2 separate regions of the Sus scrofa genome follow, and region 2 is linked to region 1. Evidence: chromatin contacts called from public HiChIP or PLAC-seq data. All regions are on one chromosome and are shown on one strand. Each heading gives the region's core, a stretch centred on a gene start, on an enhancer-like site or on the middle of the called end of the contact. The rest is flanking DNA. Distances are from core to core; before and after follow the strand shown. Region 1 holds the start of LRRC25 (leucine-rich repeat-containing protein 25). Region 2 holds the start of MAST3 (microtubule-associated serine/threonine-protein kinase 3).

Evidence for each region. HiChIP or PLAC-seq counts read pairs in DNA pulled down with a chosen protein or histone mark.
Region 2: a contact with region 1 is called in an H3K27ac HiChIP or PLAC-seq map of alveolar macrophages. The contact joins the promoter of MAST3 here to the promoter of LRRC25 in region 1. A contact is called at or near these places in 1 of 47 Hi-C or Micro-C datasets (embryonic fibroblasts) and 1 of 2 datasets of contacts at active chromatin or transcription factors (alveolar macrophages).

What each region holds. Positions count from the first base shown.
Region 1 is chr2:59,398,379-59,403,184 of Sscrofa11.1, forward strand. LRRC25 (leucine-rich repeat-containing protein 25) reads left to right here and starts at 2,834. Exons shown (of 3, transcript XM_021083527.1): 1 at 2,834-3,047; 2 at 3,613-4,421. The coding sequence starts at 3,622.
Region 2 is chr2:59,696,717-59,702,224 of Sscrofa11.1, forward strand. MAST3 (microtubule-associated serine/threonine-protein kinase 3) reads right to left here and starts at 2,652. Exons shown (of 28, transcript XM_021083495.1): 1 at 2,566-2,652. The coding sequence starts at 2,604.

The DNA.
Region 1 (4,806 bases), core at 1,584-4,083:
AGAATTACCCACTATGTAGTCTTCTGTTGTTTCGTTTTTGTTTTTCTCTTTTTATGGCCATATCTGTGATATGCGGAAGTTCCCAGGCTAGGGGTTGAATCAGAGCTGCAGTGGAGGCCACAGCCACAGTCACAGTAACACCAGATCCAAGCCCCATCTGCGACCTATGCTGCAGCTTTCGGCAAGCCAGATCCTTCACCCAGAATTGAACATGCATCCTCACCTGCCACATATGGAAGTTCCCAGGCTAGGGGCTGAATTGGAGCTACAGCTGTTGGCCACAGCCACAGCAACATGGGATCCGAGCCATGTCTATGACTTATGCCACAGCTCATGGCAACACCAGATCCTTAACCCACTGAGTGAGGCCAGGGATCGAACCTGCGTCCTCATGGATCCTAGTGGGGATCGTTAACTGCTGAGCCACGAGGGGAACTCCCTCACTCAGCTTAATGTTTTTGAGGTTCATCCACAATGTAGCATGTTTCAGAGCCTCAATCCTTTTTATGGCTAATATTCACTGTATGGATGGACCATATTTAGTTTTTCCATTCATCAGTCCCTGCCCCTGTCATTTTGTAAACATGCCGATATTCGAGAGAGTCCCAGGAGTGGGATGCTAGATCAGTCAACAGGCATGTGCATCAATAATTTCCATCACAGGATGCCTTCTATTAGGCTGCACACAGATGCTCCTCCAGCAATGTGTGGGGTTGCCTGTTTCCCCACAGCATGGCCAGCACAGGGTGTCATCACACTTTTGAATTTTTGCCAATCTGATAGGTGGAATCAAACAGTATCTCAGAGTTTTTGTGCTTTGCCATTTTCTTTTTCTTTCTTTTTTTTTTTTTTTTTTGTCTTTTTGCTATTTCTTGGGCCGCTCCCACGGCATATGGAGGTTCCCAGGCTAGGGGTCCAATCGGAGCTGTAGTCTCTGGCCTACACCAGAGCCACAGCAACGCGAGATCCGAGCTGCGTCTGCAACCTACACCACAGCTCACGGCAACACCGGATCCTTAACCCACTGAGCAAGCGCAGGGACCGAACCCGCAACCTCATGGTTCCTAGTCGGATTCGTTAACCACTGCGCCACGACGGGAACTCCTGCCATTTTCTTACTGGGGGTGAGATAAGTTTCTTTGGGTTGTTGAAGGACAATTTGCAGCCCTTTCCCAAAGTCTCGGTTCAAAAACCTTTGACCATTCCTCTGAGCTTTGAGATGGAAAGGGGCAGAGACTGAAGAGAGGGGAAAGCGTAGGAGAGTAGACTCCAGCCTCTCAGAGTCCAAGAGAAGGCTTATACCCTTTGCCCCATTTTGCAGATGTGGAAACTGAGGTACAGAGCAGTTAAGTTCAACAAGCCAGGGGCTAAAAAGGATTTGAAGCCGCTCTGCCTGAAGCCAGGACCCGGTGAGGTGGAGACCCTCTCTCAGCCCACCCCAATCCATTACCTCCTCACTCTCTCTTTTGCCGCTATCCCTTAGGTCCTACTCAGGCCCCCTCTCTGGCCTCCTTGCAAGGTTCTGCACCTCCAGACCCCAGGCTCACTCCAGTAGAATCTTTTGACTCAGTGCTCACAAGCTGCTCTGGCCCTGGGAATACAGCCCCATTCCTGAGCATGGCTTTGGTGGCTTGTGCTGCCTGTCCCCCTGCTCATGTCACCAGTTCCTCCATTTAGCCGCTCCACTCCTAACTATACTGTCACAGCCGGCCATGCTTTCTCTTCTCTCTGGAATCTTCAATGCATTCGTTTCTGCTGCCACTGCTATTTATATTCCAAGCTCCAGACTCAATGTCCCCTCACACAGGGTGCCCTCCTCATATCTCCCTGCAGCCTGGAAGCATGAATATATGTTAGGAGAGCTCTGACTTGCGGGGGATGCTAGGAGCTTGGGGAGTCAAAGGCAGGTTTTAGGAATCCTTGGCAAACTCCCATTCATGTGCTGAAGCCCCAGTTCTTCTTCTTCTTCTTCTTCTTTTTTTTTTTTTTTTTTTTTTTGTCTTTTTTTGTCTTTTCTAGGGCCGCACCCGGGCATACGGAGGTTTCCAGGCTAGGGGTCTAATTGGAGCTGCAGCTGCTGGCCTATACCATAGCCACAGCAATGCAGGATCCGAGCTGCGTCTGCAACCTACACCACAGCTCATGGCAACGCCAGATCCCCAACCCACTGGGCAAGGCCAGGGATCGAACCTGCAACCTCATGGTTCCTAGTCAGATTCGTTAACCACTGAGCAACGACGGGAACTCCTGAAGCCCCAATTCTAATGCCTCCTCTAGGAAGTCTTCCAGCACCCTGTCCCTCCTTCTGGCCCTGACCTGACTCCACCAGCCTGGGGGTGTCTTTGTCCAGTTCTGTCTTCTCCCAAGACTGGATATTCCTGGAACAAATGGCCAGGGCTGAAGCCTCTTAGGGACTTAGCATGGATGATGTTTGTGGGGTTTTTGGTTGTCTTTTTTTTTTTTTAATGGCAGGAATAGAGCATCTGAGCCGCTTCTGTGCCCTACACCACAGCTACGGCAATGCCTGGATCCTTAACCCACTGAGCAAGGCCAGAGACGGAACATGGGTCCTCATGGATGCTAGTAAATTTGTTACTGCTGAGCCATGACAGGAACTCCTGAGTGATGTTTGTTGAATGAATATATGAATGCAACTCATTGTGAAGTAAGTTGATGGGGTAGAAGTTAGTTGGGGCGTTAATGGGGGCCATGTAGTCACTGAGGGCCAGCAAGAGGGAAGTAGGCTGCCCCTCCCCCTCTCGTGAGAATTCTGGTCCTAGAGGCCTGGGGAGGGGGAACGGGGAGGAGGCCTATGGGGCTCGGTGTCTTCTTCATTTTTCTTCTCTGCACTCCACCCGGGCACCAGTTCCTCTTCCCCCTGAGTTGCTGGTTGCAGAGCTTGAGGAACGCCAGAGACCCTAGCGGATCCAGATCCCCGAAGGGTCCGTCGCTCTGGCCCCTGTGTCCAGGTGAGCCACGACGCAGCCCCTCCGCGCCAGAGACTTCCAGCCCGGTCGAGGCAAAGCCGTGCCAGTGGAACTAGAAAGGTAGGACGGAGGCACTAGAACTTGGAACTGCTCAGGAGCGGCAAGCCAAAGCCGGGGGGCCCTTTCAGGCCCCGCTCATGACTCCCTCCCAGCCGCCTGTCGTTCAGGAAGAAAGGCAGAGGGGCGGGGCCGTTTCCAGGGCAACCAATCTTTTTTTTTTTTTTTTTCCCCTGCTTTGCAGGGCTGCACCTGCGCCAGCAACCACTCTTTTTGCATATAGTCCTGTCTGGCCAACAAGGGCTCCCGGAGTGTTGGGGGGCGGGGAGGAAATTGGGCAACTTAGCCCAAAGTGGCTTATCTCAGAGAAGGGGAAGGGGCTGACTGGGCCAGGTCTCCTCCTTGCCTTCTGAGCCCTTGAGGCACCCAGGTTATGTACCCGTTCCCCGGAAGGGGAGACTGAGGCTGGGGGCCAGAGCCAACCAAAGGGGCGTCCAGCGAAGGGCTATGTTTTAACACTTCAGAAGTGGCCTGAGCTGTATATATATATATATATATATATACACACACATAACAGGTGGCGACCACAGGCTGAGGTTAGGCTTTGGATTCTGGTCTCTCTGCCTAGGTTGCTTAAATGGGGGGCTCCCTGGTGTGGGTGCTGTTGTTGCCGCCGCCGCCGTTGCTGCTGCTGCTGCTGCACAATCCAGGCACCCAGGGAACGTCGTGCGTGTCCTCCGGGAACGTGGACTGGACCAGAGAGTTCACGGACACATGCCTGAACTTCAGTGGCCAAAACTTGAGCTGGCTGCCTCAGAACCAGTCTCTGCAGGCCAGAAGTGTGACCATCCTTGACTTGTCTGGAAACCGCCTTCGCAAGCTCCCATCAGTCTTCTTCAGCCACCTGGGAGAGCTGAAGTTCCTGGACGTGACAAACAACCCACTGGAACACGTGGATGGGGCACTGGCCAGACGTTGTCAGCTCACCCTGAAGGCTGATTGCAACTGTGTCCTATTTTCCTGGCACAAGATTCGGCAGGACAACTGTTCTGGCCAGCCGCCTCTGCAGTGCCTAGATAAGACCACTGGTGCCTGGCACAACTTCTCTGCCTTGGAGGAAGGCTGTCCCCCTGGCCTCTCTGCAGGAGCCGTAGGAGCACTGGCAGTTGGTGGAAGCCTGTTTCTCTTGCTTGCCATTGCTGGCCCAGTGTTGGCTTGGAGATTCTGTAGACGTCGGATGGACAGCGGCCGGGGCCTGAGCAAAACGTGGGCTGCTCAGGATGGTTCCAGGTCTGGCTCAGGTCGGCAGCCGAGGTACAGTAGTCGGGCCCTCAACCTTAAGCCCCCAGCAGCTACCCTGACCAGATCTTCCACGTCGGACTATGAGAACATGATCGTGGGCCAGCCAGCTGCCGGGCACCAGTGGGCTGAACACAGGTGAGTAATCCACCCACATCTGCCTGCAAGACTCTGGAGCCAGATGGCCAGGGTTCAATTCCCAGCTCTGCCTCTTACAGGCTATGTGATCTTGGGCAAGTAGTTTGACCTTTCTGGGCCTCGGTTTCTTTATCTGCAAAATGAGGATAATAACAGCCCTCCACCTCATGGAGTTGGGATAAGAATTAAGTGAGTTCCTCTATATGTAAGAAGCCTCCCCCTTCATGACCTGCAAACCCACTTTTCTGACTGCCAAGGACGGCAAGTGTTCAAGGCAGAGTATGGGCTCTGTGGTAGCCGTTAGCAGCCTGGGCTCCAATCTCCCATGACCCAGGGTTGTCTCTGAACCTCAGTTTCTGTCTCCGTAAAATGGGACAGCATCTCC
Region 2 (5,508 bases), core at 1,402-3,901, 300 kb after region 1:
CCATAATCAGATTGGCCAGGATACCCCCAGCTATTGTCTGGACCAGCCAATCAGCACCTGGCTCCAGTTCCCTAGTTTCCTCAAGCTTTCAAGAATTGACTCTTTGATCTTCCACAAGATCAGCTTCCAGGATATTTTATTGGCTCTGACCAGCAGGCTGCCACCTGATGGGCTGGTGGCGCCTGGGGGCTCCAGTTAAAGAAGGGTGTGGCTAATGCCCCAAAGAGAGGCCTTCAATATCTTTGCACCCTCAAGCACCAGGCCAGTTAGAATTCCAACCCTTCGACTTTCTGGCTGTCACTTACTGTCTCTCAGCCTCAGTTTCCCCCTTTGAAAAATGAGGCTAATAATCGTATGGGCTATTGGAGAATTAGATGTATATACAGTGCTTAGTATTTGTAGATGCTCCTTAATGTGAGCAGTTATTTGTACTTCTACTGTTATTTTTAAAATATTTTCACTGTGTCTCTTATGTGGTCCTTTACTCTAGGTGCCTCCCTGGTTTATGGCCCCCTTCTCGGCCCCACCTGCTCCAGAGGAGTCTTCCAAAGCCCTCAGATCTGACATGTCCTCCCCTGCTCCAGCACCTTCCATAGCTCCCAATCACCCTGGGACAAAGTCTGACCTCTTCAAAATCAGCGCTGGAAGCCCTGAAAGCAGGAGGTCCCATCTCACACTCCCAGTTCTACTGCTGCTAAGAAATGGCTTCCCCATAAACACATATGGTTGCATACCTCTGGGCACTTGCACATGCTGTTCCTTCTGCCCAGAATGCCCTCATTCATCTGGATGGAGGCCTGCCAGTGTGGAGTTGGTCTGGAGGGAAAGCCAGATCCTGACTGTCACCTATACTCTGTGACAACTGTGTAGACAGTGGCTATGATTCTGAGCCTCAGTTTCCCCTTTTGTAACATGGGACTCATCATTAAGGAATGGGTGCCTCTTCGCCATGGAACGGCCCCCACTTTCTGACGTCAGCTGCACCCCCATTCGCCTACCCGAAGGCAGTTTCTCTATTTTAAGAGGCTGCAGGCGGGGCTCAAGTCTATCTGGGGCTCCAGGCGGGGCCTGTTTCCCCACAACACCCGACTGCTCACCAGTCCTGCTGCACCTCCTCCTCTAGGCTCAGGCCCCCACTGCTGTCTCTGACACCCAGCCCTCCCTTTCTGCGCCGAATGTCCTGGTTGGTGGTGTGTGTGTGTGTGTGTGTGTGTGTGTGTGTGTGTGTGTGTGTGTCTCTTCCTTGGAGCTCTACCTTCATTCTCCCTGACCTTGAACCCAAACACATGCAGCTGCCCTTTACCTCTGGAGAAGTTTGCAGTCCTACAACCCGGGTTCAAAAGCCACCTTTCCCCTCCCGCATCAGCTTCACCCCTGTCCTTACTAGGTTCTAGCTTTTTTCAGCCTCTTTCATTTCCCCAAACACCTATCCCCTGCCCTGCCACCAGTGGCTGCCTCTTCTGTCCCAATGCTACCCAGCAACCCTTGGTTCATGTGCCTTCTCCAGGGGTGCCTGAGTGTGCCCATCACAGCAGATCCTCTACAGTGCCACTGCTGCTCAGGGGACCATCTCCCCCAACAGGCTGGGGGATCCAGGAAGGGAGTTCCAGAGGGTGAACCCCTCCTCCCCTGCCCTGCCTCTCCAGAGTGAGGGGAGGGGGCATACAGCAGGCACTTAATAAATGTTTGTCGGGTAAATGTTGAATCCCGGATGCCCTCTGCTTGCAAATGGTGGCTTCTTAAGTGTCGTCTAAACCTCAGAAGGAAATGGCTAGAATGTCTAACTTCCCATTGCACAGATGGGAAAACTGAGGCCCAGTGAAGTCAAAGAAGTTGCCGCCCGCGGTCACGTGGGTTCGAATATCAGCCTCTGCTAGCCCTAACGCCTATGTTCTTATCTCCTGGTGGCACTGCCTCCCAAACATAAACCCGAGGTTACAGGTCAGAAAAGGCCCTTATAGTGAATGGGGAAACTGAGGTTCAAGGAAGCAAGAGGGCCTCCCGCCAACGCCGCTCCCTTCCCAAGCCACACAGCCACTTGGCAATGGTTTGTGCGCCAGAGAGCTGATTAAGGGCGCTGGACTGAATCCCTGCTGGGCCACCTAAGGTTTGTGACTTTCCTAGACTTGAGCCTGTTTCCTTAACTGACGAATGGGTGTCTGGATAGCCCCAATCTCCCCAGCTTGTGTTAAGGGTTGAGCTGAGGCAGGGTGCGGTGGCGCTGCGAAGGCAGGAGGCAAGTTTTAATAAACATTAATTAGTCTTAATATATCACTAGTAAAATGATTAATACAACAATGAATATATGGTGAGCGCTCAAATGCTGCTGGTGGAGAGAGCGAAACCCTCAGCCCCTTTCTCCAACGGAGCCTCACTTTCTCCGTATGTCAAATAGGCATACCCTCTTCCCATCATACGAAAAGCACTTTGAGATGCGAGCGGGAGCCTCCAGAGCGCTTCCCGCCCTCTGCCTCAGTTGCCCCTGGCCAGCCAAAGCCCCCACCCCGACACGAAGGCTGGGTTCACTCCGCCAGCGCCCTCCTCCCGCCCGCGCTGGTGCCTCACCTGGAGCCCACGGCGTCGCAGGAGACTTGGCTCGTCCATGGCCCGCTAGTCCGCACTGCTGGCCGGCGCCCGGCCCCGCCTCAGCCTGCCAGGCCCCGCCACCCCGCGCCATTGGTCAAGCCGGTCAGCTGACGAGCTGTGACCCCGCCCCTCCTTGAGAGCTTTTCTCGAAAGGTCCGCCCACTTTGGGCGAGCCTGCCCCGCCCTTCCAGGCCCCTCCCCACCCCTCCAGCCCAGAAGTAAACATTTTTCAATGAATCTTCCCAGATTTTAGAAATCTTTTTACCAGGTAAACACCTGATTTAAAAAAAAAAAAACTCTTTTGCCAATGAGGAAACTGAGGTTCAGAGAAGTTAATCCATGTGCCCTGGGCCCGCAACAAGGGTGAAGAGTGTGGGGCACTCACCTCCATGCAATATTTAAGGGCCCGCAAATAAATCGGTAATCAAGATATATAATATTTTGGAGTTCTCTTGTGGCGGAGCGGGTTAAGGATCTGGCGTTGTCACTGCAGCAGCATGGGTCGCTCAAACTTTGGCAACGGTTCTATCCTTGGCCCCAGGAACTTCCACATGCCCCAGGGGCGGCCAAAAAAAAAAAAAAAAAAGATATATAGTATTTTAATACAACATTTTAAAGAATCAAAACTAATGCAAAAATGCATAATGAGCTAAACATCAACATTTTAAGTAAAGACAGGATCAAGAGTTCCGCTGTGGCGCGACCGGATTAGCTGTGGTGCAACCAGATCAGGAATGTCTCTGTAATGCCAGGACACGTGTTCAATCCCCGCCCTGCACAGTGGGTTATAGGATCCTTGCCTAATCTGGGTAGGTCGCTATTGCAGCTGGGATCTGATCCCTGTCCTGGGGAAGTCCATAAGCCCGACGGCCAAATAAACAAGTTAATTAAATGAGAGGATCAGACTCTGCCCTTGCATGTCTTTGCCTCCCTTGTCTCATCCCTATCCTGGTCCTTGTTCCAATAAATCTTTATTAACAAGAATAGATTGCCACTGTAGTTGTTAGGTTTTTTTTGTTTGTTTGTTTGTTTGTTTGTTTGTTTGTTTGTTTGTTTTGAGGATAACTGCTTTTGCTGAGTGCCAGCTGAGCACCCAGCCAAGTGCCTCATGAAGACCTCTCACAGGTATTTGACCATCATTGTTCAGTCTGACTTGGCAGAAGGGAAAGGGAGGCTGGGAAAAGTCCAAAGTCCCAGGATGGCACTCACATTCTCTCTTTCACTAGGGCCCCACTGTCTCTGCAGCTGCAATTTTCCTCCTTTACCGCCCTGTTCTGACCAGACATTAGAGAATGTTCTTACATTGGAGGGAACCCTAGGTAGGGTCTCTGGCTAATGACCTGTGAGGTACTGTAGGATCCCACCAAGTTATAGTGGCCAGATTGAGGACATCAAAATCAAGACTTCAAGACAAAACTTGTTTATCTCATCCATGAAATTGACTTGTAATTCACCTACCATAAAATTCACCATTTTAGGGAGTTTCGGGAGGCGCAGTGGAAACAAAACCGACTAGGAACCATGAGGTTGTAGGTTCGATCCCTGGCCTTGGTCAGTGGATTAAGGATCTGGTGTTGCTCTGGCTGTGGTGTAGGCCGGCAGCTACAGCTCTGGTTAGACCCCTAGCCTGGGAACCTCCTTATGCCATGGTTGTGGCCCTAAGAGACCAAAAAAAAAAAATCACCTTTTTAAAGTACACAGTTCTGTGGTTTTTAATGTTCACAGCCCTCTTGTGCAATCATCTAAATTTAGAACACTTTCATCAGCCCCTAAAGAAAACCTATACTGTGACTTGCTTTCGTGGCTGAGCAGTTAACTAACCCTACTAGTATCTATGAGAATGTGGGTTCGATCCCTAGCCTTGCTCAGTGGGTTAAAGATCTGGCATTGCTGTGGCTGTGGTGTAGGCCAGCAGCTGCAGCTCCAGTTCGACCCTTAGCCAGGGAATGTCCATATGCTACAGGTGTGGCCCTAAAAAAACAAAAACAAAGCAAAACAAAACAAACAAAGAACCCTATACTGGTGAGCAGCCACTCCTCCATTCTGTCCCTCCCCTAGTCCCTGGTAACCAGCAATCTGATTTCTCTCTCTATGAATTCGCCAGTGCTGGACATTTCACATAAATGGACTCATGCAAACCTGTGGCCTTTTGTGTCTGGCTTTTTTCACTCATCATGATGTTTTCAAGATTTGTTTACATTGCAGCAAATGCCGCTACTTCATTTTTTTTTATGGCTAAATAGTATTTCAATGCCTGGATAGACATGTTTTGTCTATTGTCTGTTTTGTGATCCATTAACAGACATTTGAGTTTTCCACTTTTTGGCTGTTGCGAATAGTGCTTCTGCGAACATTCATGTGCAAGTTTTTGTGTGGATATATACTTCCAGTTCTCTTGGGTATATACCTAGCAGTGGAATTTCTGAGTTTTTTTGTTTTGTTTTGTTTGTCTTTTTGCCTTTTCTAGGGCTGCACCAGCAGTATATAGAGTTCCCAGGCTAGGGGTTTAATCGGAGCTGTAGCTGACGGTCTATACCAACAGCCACAGCAAAGCCAGATCCAAGCTGTGTCTGTGATCTACACCACAGCTCATGGCAATGCCAGATCCTTAACCCACTGAGTGAGTCCAGGGATTGAACCCACAACCTCATGGTTCCTAGTCAGCTTGTTAACTACTGAGCCACAAAGGGAACTCCTGGAATTCCTGAGTTTTTAATATTTTCAGAAACTACCAGACTATTTTCCAAAGCAGCCACTGTTATGGGTTGAATTGTGTTCTCCCAAAATTGATAAGGTGAAATCCTCCACCCTCAGTACCTCAGAATGTAATTGAATTTTGGAGACAAGGCCTTTATTTATTTATTTATTTATTTATTTATGTTTTGCTTTTTAGGGCTACACCCTCTGCATATGGAAATTCCC